Regions from separate parts of the Mus musculus genome. Here regions 1 and 3 are each linked to region 2. A link is a contact called in public HiChIP or PLAC-seq data. All regions are on one chromosome and are shown on one strand. Each heading gives the region's core, a stretch centred on a gene start, on an enhancer-like site or on the middle of the called end of the contact. The rest is flanking DNA. Distances are from core to core; before and after follow the strand shown. Region 1 holds the start of Gtpbp4 (GTP binding protein 4). Region 2 overlaps Dip2c (disco interacting protein 2 homolog C). Region 3 holds the start of Larp4b (La ribonucleoprotein domain family, member 4B).

Evidence for each region. HiChIP or PLAC-seq counts read pairs in DNA pulled down with a chosen protein or histone mark.
Region 1: an H3K4me3 HiChIP or PLAC-seq map of embryonic stem cells shows a contact between it and region 2, with 8 read pairs. The contact joins the promoter of Gtpbp4 here to the enhancer-like site in region 2. A contact is called at or near these places in 4 of 39 promoter capture datasets (the C10 cell line, hippocampal neurons and liver), 1 of 484 Hi-C or Micro-C datasets (the HL-1 cell line) and 3 of 115 datasets of contacts at active chromatin or transcription factors (astrocytes and embryonic stem cells).
Region 3: an H3K27ac HiChIP or PLAC-seq map of embryonic stem cells shows a contact between it and region 2, with 2.8 times the contacts expected there. The contact joins the promoter of Larp4b here to the enhancer-like site in region 2. A contact is called at or near these places in 8 of 39 promoter capture datasets (the 3T3-L1 cell line, the C10 cell line, cranial neural crest and 3 more) and 1 of 115 datasets of contacts at active chromatin or transcription factors (embryonic stem cells).

Annotation. Positions count from the first base shown.
Region 1 is chr13:8,994,396-8,997,280 of GRCm38.p6, forward strand. Gtpbp4 (GTP binding protein 4) reads right to left here and starts at 1,617. Exons shown (of 17, transcript NM_027000.4): 1 at 1,554-1,617. The coding sequence starts at 1,601.
Region 2 is chr13:9,631,304-9,634,392 of GRCm38.p6, forward strand. The region is part of intron 29 of Dip2c (disco interacting protein 2 homolog C); the gene reads left to right. Among named protein-coding and RNA genes, the nearest start is that of Gm36423, 42 kb to the right of the region's middle. Within about 2 kb of position 1,583, at least 2 of the 459 cell types and tissues checked have an H3K27ac peak or open chromatin away from gene starts, as enhancers often do. A contact at or near this core is called in embryonic stem cells, where this site is marked.
Region 3 is chr13:9,092,441-9,095,163 of GRCm38.p6, forward strand. Larp4b (La ribonucleoprotein domain family, member 4B) reads left to right here and starts at 1,441. Exons shown (of 18, transcript NM_172585.3): 1 at 1,441-1,740.

The DNA.
Region 1 (2,885 bases), core at 367-2,866, 640 kb before region 2:
CTGTGTTGGTTGACTCTGGATTTGAACTCATACAGAGGGCCAATTGGAGCTCACACTTCTCCATCATACTGCGGTGGGTATAAACACATTCAGTTATTCCTTCAGAAAATCCTTTTTTTTTAAGATTTATTTACTTATTTATTTATTATATATAAGTACATTGTAGCTGTCCTCAGATACTCCAGAAAAGGGCATCAGATTTCATTACAGACGTAACGTGGTTGCTGGGATTTGAACTCGAGACCTTCGGAAGAGCAGTCGGCGCTCCTAAACCACTGAGCCATCTCGCCAGCCCCCAGAATATGATTCTTAAAGACGCAGACTATTCTATGTGTTTCTATACACAGAACTTGGCACACACTTTACAAAAGCACCCCATACTCTTCAGATTGACTTTTTATTTCCCACCACCTATCTACACACATGCAAACTCATCTGCAAACAGACCTCCTTCAGGGCAACAGAGACAAAGGCTGCCTTTCCTAGGTCAATTATATCAACAAAGTTCCTTTGACCCAATGAACTCTATTTCCAGTGAAATAAAAAGTGTACGAGTTCCTTCAACATGCACTTGAGAAGTAGTGGCGACAGTCTCGTGGGCTAAAACAAAATGTGATTCCTACATGTAGTTTCTTTCCAATTATTACAAACGTGTGAAAAACGTATCAGAATGGATATCAGAAAGAGGAAGAAAGGAGAAATACAGAGACGTGTAAGGAAAACAACTAGTGGAAACATGGTTTTTGTCTTTTCAAGACAGGGTCTTTCAGAGATCCGCCTACCTTTGCCTCCCTAGTGCTGAGACTAAAGGCGTGCACTACCACGCCCACCAGAAAATACTAGTTCTTTACACAAGTTTTCAAAGCAAGCTCATTCAGAAAGGGGGATGTCGAAAACACCCACACTGCGGTCAATTTAACGATAGTGACACTGGTTCCTCTAACTGATTCTGCAATTTAATGCCCATGGCTTGCCAGAGAAACCGGTGTATCCTTTTAGGTTCTTTAGCCTACCTCATTCTCGACATTTGGGAGGAAAGCATCTTGCTACGTTACATAATGTGGGCCTGGCTACTTGCGTGCTTATAACCAATTGCATCTTTTAAGTCCAACGACAAAATGACAGCTACCTAAAATCTTTTTAGACCGTGACGTCACGAATCAAATTCTACTTAAAGGGGAGGGTACTCACACGACGCTCACCACTGGCCCCTTCAGGCTTCCTACCCTGCTCCTTACTGTGGCCACCACCCAGACACTTTGTCCCGTCGGCAGGCCACACAAGAATCATAGGCTCTGGAACGGCCCTGATGTCTTGGAGGGATTCTAGGGCTTAGGGTACCCAAGGACAGCAGGAGAGGGGCTTGGTTTCAGAGAGTGGGACTGATCTCCGAGGGTCGCGAGGACAAAGCCTAGCAAGCGGAGCTCCGCACTGAGGGCCGAGGGACTGCACGGTGTCCTCCCTCCCCCAGTCTCGGGGATACAGGCCTGGACCCTCCCTGGCGACTTGTCGGGGAAATGGAGATAGGCGGAAACGACCTCTGTCACCCCTACCTTGGCAGACGGCACCACCGTAATCTTCTTGAAGTTGTAATGCGCCATGCCGGCGGTGGAACGCACGAGGAACCAGGAGAAGCGGAGGACCGGACTTCCGCCGGCGGAGGTGGGCGGGACTTCCGCTATCCGGCGTGACACAACTTTGGCTGCCGGACTCAAGCGTTACATCATTTCCTGAATGTCCGCGAGGCGTGGCCCACGCGTCCGCCTAGACAGGCTTCTAGTCCCACAGCGTCCCCGCTCGGCCGGGAAGTCCGCCGCCAAGAGCCGCGGTAGAGATCTGCTGGGTTTAGAGGTGGGAGAGATAACCTTGCGGGGTGAAAGGGAGACTCCCGGCTGGCCACCTTGGCGGGGCTCTCAGGAAACACTGCCCTCACCCAAGCCGGCTTCGGGGCTCCAAAGGGTGTTTCCAGCCACCTCTGGGGACGCCGCGGCCAGAGCGAGTGACGAGCGGGAAGACGCAGCGCGGGGCTTCTGCATCACTTTGGTGTCCCTTGAGCAAGAAAGGCTGTCTGTCGCCTGGCAGTGTGGAAAGTTATTTATTCGAGTAAATTATGTTGACGGGGCTTCTGTTAATGGAGTAGACTGCATACTTCCAGGTGGCCCGAGTTTCCTCTCCTGACCTTGCAGTCTCGAGGTGGTTTGTGGGTGCTCCACCTTCACCTGACCTTCACCTGACATGGGCCAGTGAAAAAACTCTGCCCCCCACACAGCTGCCCAGAACCCAGGCACCAGACATAGACACAAAGTCTGATCCGTACAGACCTACATGGATTGAAGCCAACCTTCCCACTTGCGTTTTCCCTGTCAGTTTAATTAAGCCACCCATTTCTTTACCTTAATCCATCTACTCTTGCCTCATGATTATCTTTTAACTAAAAGACCCTTTCTCAGGTGTTGCCATCTTCTTCAAACCTTTCTCCCTATTTTTCTGTGACATCCATCATTCTGGTACTTGATGTCTAGAATGCAGTCTTCTTTGCTAATTTACCTTCCTGAGTCTCTCCCTAACTAGATAATCCTCAAGGTTCTTCCTCTCCTCAAAGTCTCCTTTCTCCTTTCTCCTTCACAGCCCCAGTGTGGACTACTTTGATAATACAAGTTGCTTTCAGCCTGGTGTCTTTTTTAATTACAATCAGACATTTTCAATCAGACTCCAGATATGTTAAATTGGGTATTTCCCAAGAGCATTTACTTTCTGCTTTTCTGACTAAATGCATCTCTCTGTGCTGTTGGAAAGGACAGTCTCGGGCTGGTGAGATGGCTCAGCGGGTAAGAGCACTAACTGCTCTTCTGAAGTTCCTGAGTTCAAATCTCAGCAACCACATA
Region 2 (3,089 bases), core at 333-2,832:
ACCCAGTCTTCAAAACGTGTTCATAGGGTTGGAGCATTGGCTCAGTAGTTAAGAGCATATGTACTGCACTTGTAGAGGACCCAGTTTTGTTTTCCAGCATCTATAACAGGTATCACAACTGCCTGTAATTCAATTCCACAGAAATGTAGTGCCTCTGGCCTCCTCGGGCATTGCAACACTCATGTGCACCTGTGCATACATACATTTAATTAAACATAGACTAGATTTTTAATGTACATGGGTCTGATGAGGATAGGGTAATGCATAGGTAAAGCCCTTAAATGCATCTCTAGAGCTAAGAAGGCAAGTGCTGTGCTGCAGTCAGATCTGAAGTATGTTTTTTAATGGGTTAATTGGGGAGTAATATGGAAATGCTTTAAAAAAAATGATTGTTTGAAGCCCGTCTTATGTTAGCTTTGGACGCTTGTGGGAAATAGTATAAAAGCTTAGGTTCTGGATAAAAGAACATCTGAGTGTAAGTTTGTTCTCAAGGACTGAACTAAGCTCACATTCCATTGGGGAAAAAGTAACTTATAACAGGTAGTTGTTTAATAGTGTATATGTCTCTTATGCTTCATAGATATACCTGTGTAATGCTGTAAAGTGATCTGGAGAGATGGGTATGATGACTCAAACCTGTAACCTAGTACTTTTCAGCTCTAACAGAATGGCTGCCACAAGTTCAAGGCCAGCCTAAACTACAAAGCAAAACCTTGTCTCAAAAACAAACAAACAAACAAGCAAACAAACAACAAGCCAGGCAGTGGTGGCATACACCTTTAATCCCAGCACTCGGGAGGCAGAGGCAGGTGGATTTCTGAGTTCGAGGCCAGCCTGGTCTACAGAGTGAGTTCCAGAACAGCCAGGGCTACACAGAGAAACCCTGTCTCAAAAAAACCAAAACCAAAACAAAACAAACACAAAACCAAAAACAAACAAACAACAAAAAAGATCCTTAATAGATACCAATGGCAAATTAGTAAAAATATGTCCTTGTACGGGATATAAGAATTATTTACATGGGCTTTTACTGAATATGACATATTGACTATAAACATTTGCACAAACATTTGAGCAAATCAAATCACAGAGAAGTTTACAGCATAATAATAAAGTCTGGCTTTCTTTCTTTGAATGTACCTGGTCTTCTCATTCTGAAATTACTGACTGCATTGAAAAGGCTGTGCACAGGAGCACACATGGAGAAAAGTGTAGAGCAGAGACTGAAGGGAAGGCCACCCAGAGACTGTCCCACTGGGGATTCGTCCCATATGCAGTTAACAATCCCAGACACCATTGTGGATGCCAAGAAGTGCATGCTGAAAGGAGCCTGATCTGGCTGTCTCCTGAGAGGCCCTTCCAGAGTCTTACAAATACAGAGGTGGATGCTCACAGCCAACCACTGGACTGAGCGTGGGGTCCCCAATAGAGGAATTAGAGAAAGAACTGAAGGAGTGGAAGGGGGTTTGCAACTCCATAGAAGAACAACAATATCAACCAACCAGTCCCCCAAGAGCTCCCAGGGACTAAGCCATCAACAAAGGAGTACACATGGCTCTATCTGCATATGTAAGCAGAGGATGGCCTCCCATCAATGAGAGGAGAGGTCCTTGCTCCCATGAAGGATCAATAGATGCCCCAGTGTAGGGGAACTGAGGGTGAGGAGGTAGGAGTGGGTGAGTGGGTGGAGGAACATCCTTTTAGAAGCAGGGGGAAGAAGGGGGGGATAGGGGGTTTCCGGGAGGGAGGGAAACTGGGAAAGGGGATAACATTTGAAATGTAAATAAAGACAATATCCAATTAAAAAAAAAAGGCTATATGAAAGGTTGGGGTTTGCTATATTTCCACTTCACAAAAATAACTGAAAGTTTGATATGTTGAAATAGAGAGAGAGAGATGAAAATTTGCTACCACTTCTGCTGTGTTCCCTCTACAATACTTCTCTACGTGAAGAATCATGTTCGAAATAAGTTTGTGGGCTCATTAGTCTTTTTTTTTCCTTAAAATTGATTTATGTATAAGTGCTCTATCTGCATGTACATCTGCATGCCAGAAGAGGGTATCGGATCCCAGTATAGATGGTTGTGAGCTACCATGAAGTTGCTGGAAATTGAACTCAGAACCTCTGGAACAGCAGACAGTTCTCTTAATGGCTGAGCCATCTCTCTAGTCCCTCATTTAGTTTTCTTAAATTTCTTGAGCCATCTGGGCTCTCTTAATTTTTGTTTCGAAATTTTTTGAATGAGATTGACCATATTAAAGGAGAAATGGCTTGTGATAGGAAGATTACAGGTACACAGCTACAGCACAGCAATGATGTGGGTTTCATCTATCAATTTTCATATAAGTAAAATATATCTTTAAATCTCACAATATTTATCTGACATCTTTTATTATAATAAATATGATCAAGTACTGCTAATTCACAATGATAAGCAAGCATTAAAAATAGCAGTTTGTGCCCTGTCTGGTCTCAGTTGATGTGTGGGAATGGGGTATGAGAAGTACTTCCCCTCCTCAAAAGAGAAGGGGAAAGTGGAATGAAGGGTGGGGTAGGACTTGTGTGAGGGGTACTGGGAGGAGAGAAAGGTCTGATAATGGGTTGTAAAGTGAATAAATAAATGAATTTTTAAAACTGGTGGTTTGAACAAATACTTTTGAATTAAAATTTGTTATCTTATTCTTTAAAGTATTTTTAAAAGTGCTGTTGTGTGGTGATTTGGATGTAAAACAGTACAGATTGACACACTCAGAAGGTCAAGTGTCTGACTTCTTTTGGCTCTCCTAATTTTCTTCCTATGTGATTTTCTTAATATTTTTGTATCTGGATTTTCTATTTATCTTACATATAAAAGTTTCTTGTCATCAATATGAACTAACCAGGACCCCAGAGCTCCTTGGAACTAAACCACCAATCAAAGAAAACACATGGTGGAACTTGTGGCTCTAGCTGTATATGTAGCAGAGGATGGCCTAGTTGGTCATCTATGGGAGGAGAGGCCCTAGGTCCTGTGAAGGTTCTATGCCCCAGTATAGGGGAATGCCAGGGCCAGGAATGGGAGTGGGAGGGTTGGGGAGCAGGGGGGAGG
Region 3 (2,723 bases), core at 191-2,690, 540 kb before region 2:
AGATCTTTGTTGACAAGATGGAGAAGATATATTTGAAGGACATACCTGTTGGTACTCTGGATTAGGTGTACCAGTTGCATTTACGGACACCAAATACCCCGAGGTGTTAACAGCAGGCAGAACTACCAGGGAAGGGAAAAGCATTAATAGTACTAATGTTGTATATTCTTTCCAGTACCAGAGGCAAGCTTTACTTACAATTTATTATCTTTAGAGACACGTCAATGAGTAGGGCACATAGTGCCAGGCAGTACTTCCAACTCGGGAGGTGGGAGGCAAAACAATCAATGCGAGGGAGCCAGCCTGTGTAAAAATAGTGAGAACTGGTCTTTGAAGAAGAAATACCGTGAGAATAGTTACTATGAGACTAAATACTGTGAGAATGCCTGTGAAATAGTTAACTAGGAAACAGTCTTAAGCCTAGTAACTGCAACAAGGTGTCACATAGAGGCTGGGTGAGGTGGCTCACTTGGTTAAGGCCTTTGCTCTGAAGTGTAAACACCAAGAGTTTGAGCATCAAGACCCAGAGGGAGGAAGAGAAGAAACTCCCACAAAAAAGACCCAATACAGGAGAGTCAAAGATGGTTCTTCCAAAATGCACTCTTCAGTATTTGAAAAATGTTCCTAGAAACCAATGAGCAGAACCATGGTATGGTATGGTATGGTATGGTATGGTATGGTAACCATGGATATTGTTCCAAGAGAGCTTTTTCATTCGGGAAAAATTCGTATGGCTTCGAATAATGAATTATAGACAGTAAGCAACCGGCGAATAAACGCAGATAAGTAGGCAGCAAGTTTTAAGTAAAGTAAATGTAATATACGTTTTTTCTTTTTTTTTTTTAAAAGAAAATCGATAAAAGAAGGGTTTTAGTATTTTCAATTCTCTGGGAAGCGACAAGAGCAGGTTTCTTTGCTTATCCAAATCATTCTTGTCCCATACTGAAGTCGGGGAAGCTGTAGAGAAATGCCGGACATGGGTCCAGGTCCTGGGGACAGCGGGTCCGGAGCGAGGGGTGCGCTTTCAGGACGCCACCAGCCTGGGACGCCCCACACCCCAGCACTTGCTCATAAGATGCTAAGCTGCCTACAACTGGCGCTCCGACTGCTACAGGGCGGGGCTTGCAGAATGGGCGGGGAGAGACGAGGTGTGCGGCGCGCGCAGCAGCTCAGGGCGGGGCGGGGCGGGGTGGGGCGGCGCGGGGCGGTGCGGGGTGTGGGGGGGGAAATTGGCGTCGTGCGCGCACGCGCCAATCACAGATGCCGCGAGATGGGTGCGCGCCGAGAGGCCGGGGGAAGTAGAAGGGAGGACTCGCGTCCCCTCTTAGCCAATCGCTACGCAGCGCCTCCATGACGCTAGGCTCTCCTGGGCGCCAAACGCCAGTCGGCGGGCCGGGTGGGTGAGGGCGCCGGGGTAGGGCGCGGGGCCGCGCGGGGGTGGGACTTCCGCAGGGCCCCGGAAGTGGGATCTGTGTGTTCTCATGCGAACGGGAAGGAGCGTTGGGGATCTGGAGTCTCGAGGTTGAGACATTTTCGGGCCCGAAAAAGGAAGGATCGGCTGCCGTCGCTGCCAAGTCCGCGCCCGCTCTTCTTTGCTGTCTCCGGCCCGGCCCGGCCGTGCCGCCTTTTCTTGCCGTCTCCCTCCTCGGCCGTCCCCGCGTGTTTTGCGCGGTCGCCGGGCACCGGGGCTGCGGCGACGAGCCCGCGGGCGGCCGGTCGGGCGGGGCGGGCGGCTGACAGGTGAGCGGGGCGGTCCTCGGTCACCGACGGGGCGGCCTCCCTCCGCGCCCCGTGCTCGGACCCGCGCCTCCACCAGCCTGTCACCGGGCCGCCATCTTCCCGGAGGGACGGGGCCAGTGGCGGGCAGGGCCGGGCCCGGGCGGGGAGGGGAACGGCACAGGGCCGGGCTGGGGCCGGCGCTGGGGAGGACAGAAAGAGGGGCAGTGCCGCGGAGGGAGCGGCAGGGCAGGCTGGACTGTGGCCCCGATAGCCCGGGGTAGGCTGGACCTGGGAGGACCTGCGGGCCGGGGTCAGACCTGACTGACACGGCCCTGGCCGGGGAGGACTGGAGCGAAGTGAGACGTGTGCAGAGTCTTCCCGGAGGCCGCGTCTCCCAGGCTCTTGGGGGTTTGCCTATGCAGCCCGAGGAGAATGGGCTGGGGTCGCAGGCCACCATCGCCCCGAGGGCAGGCGGGCGGGCCCCGGGGACCCGCAGTGCGGCGCCCGGGGCCTCGCCCCCCTCGGTCCCGCCGGAGACCGGCCAGACAGCCGCGCTCGCTGCTGCGGGGAGAGGTGGCTCATTAGGGAATCGCATTCCTTTAGAACCAGGAAGTTAGGATCCTGTTGCTCGAGTGTGTGTTTGGAATGCTGCTCCCTTTTCCCCCATACACTTGATAGACTTGAGCGGGTCCGACTTTGAGATAGTTAAGAAATAAAAATTAAATGTGAAGACTCATGGTAACCGGCCAGGAACCTCTTAACCACCTGCTTCTCAGTGGTGTATAGTAGAACATGAAGTTTGTTGAGTTGAGGTCATTGCATCTTGTGACTTTCAGTGAATGTAATCTTGTTAACCCCCTCGTTTTTTGGTGTAAGGTGGCTTTGAATTTGGACTGACTCGAAATGTGAGAAAACGACCCGGAGAAAAATGATCTCAATCTGCCTTCCATTCGCGACCTTCTCACTGGCGTTGGAATACTTTGTTTTAATCATAAACTGAAACT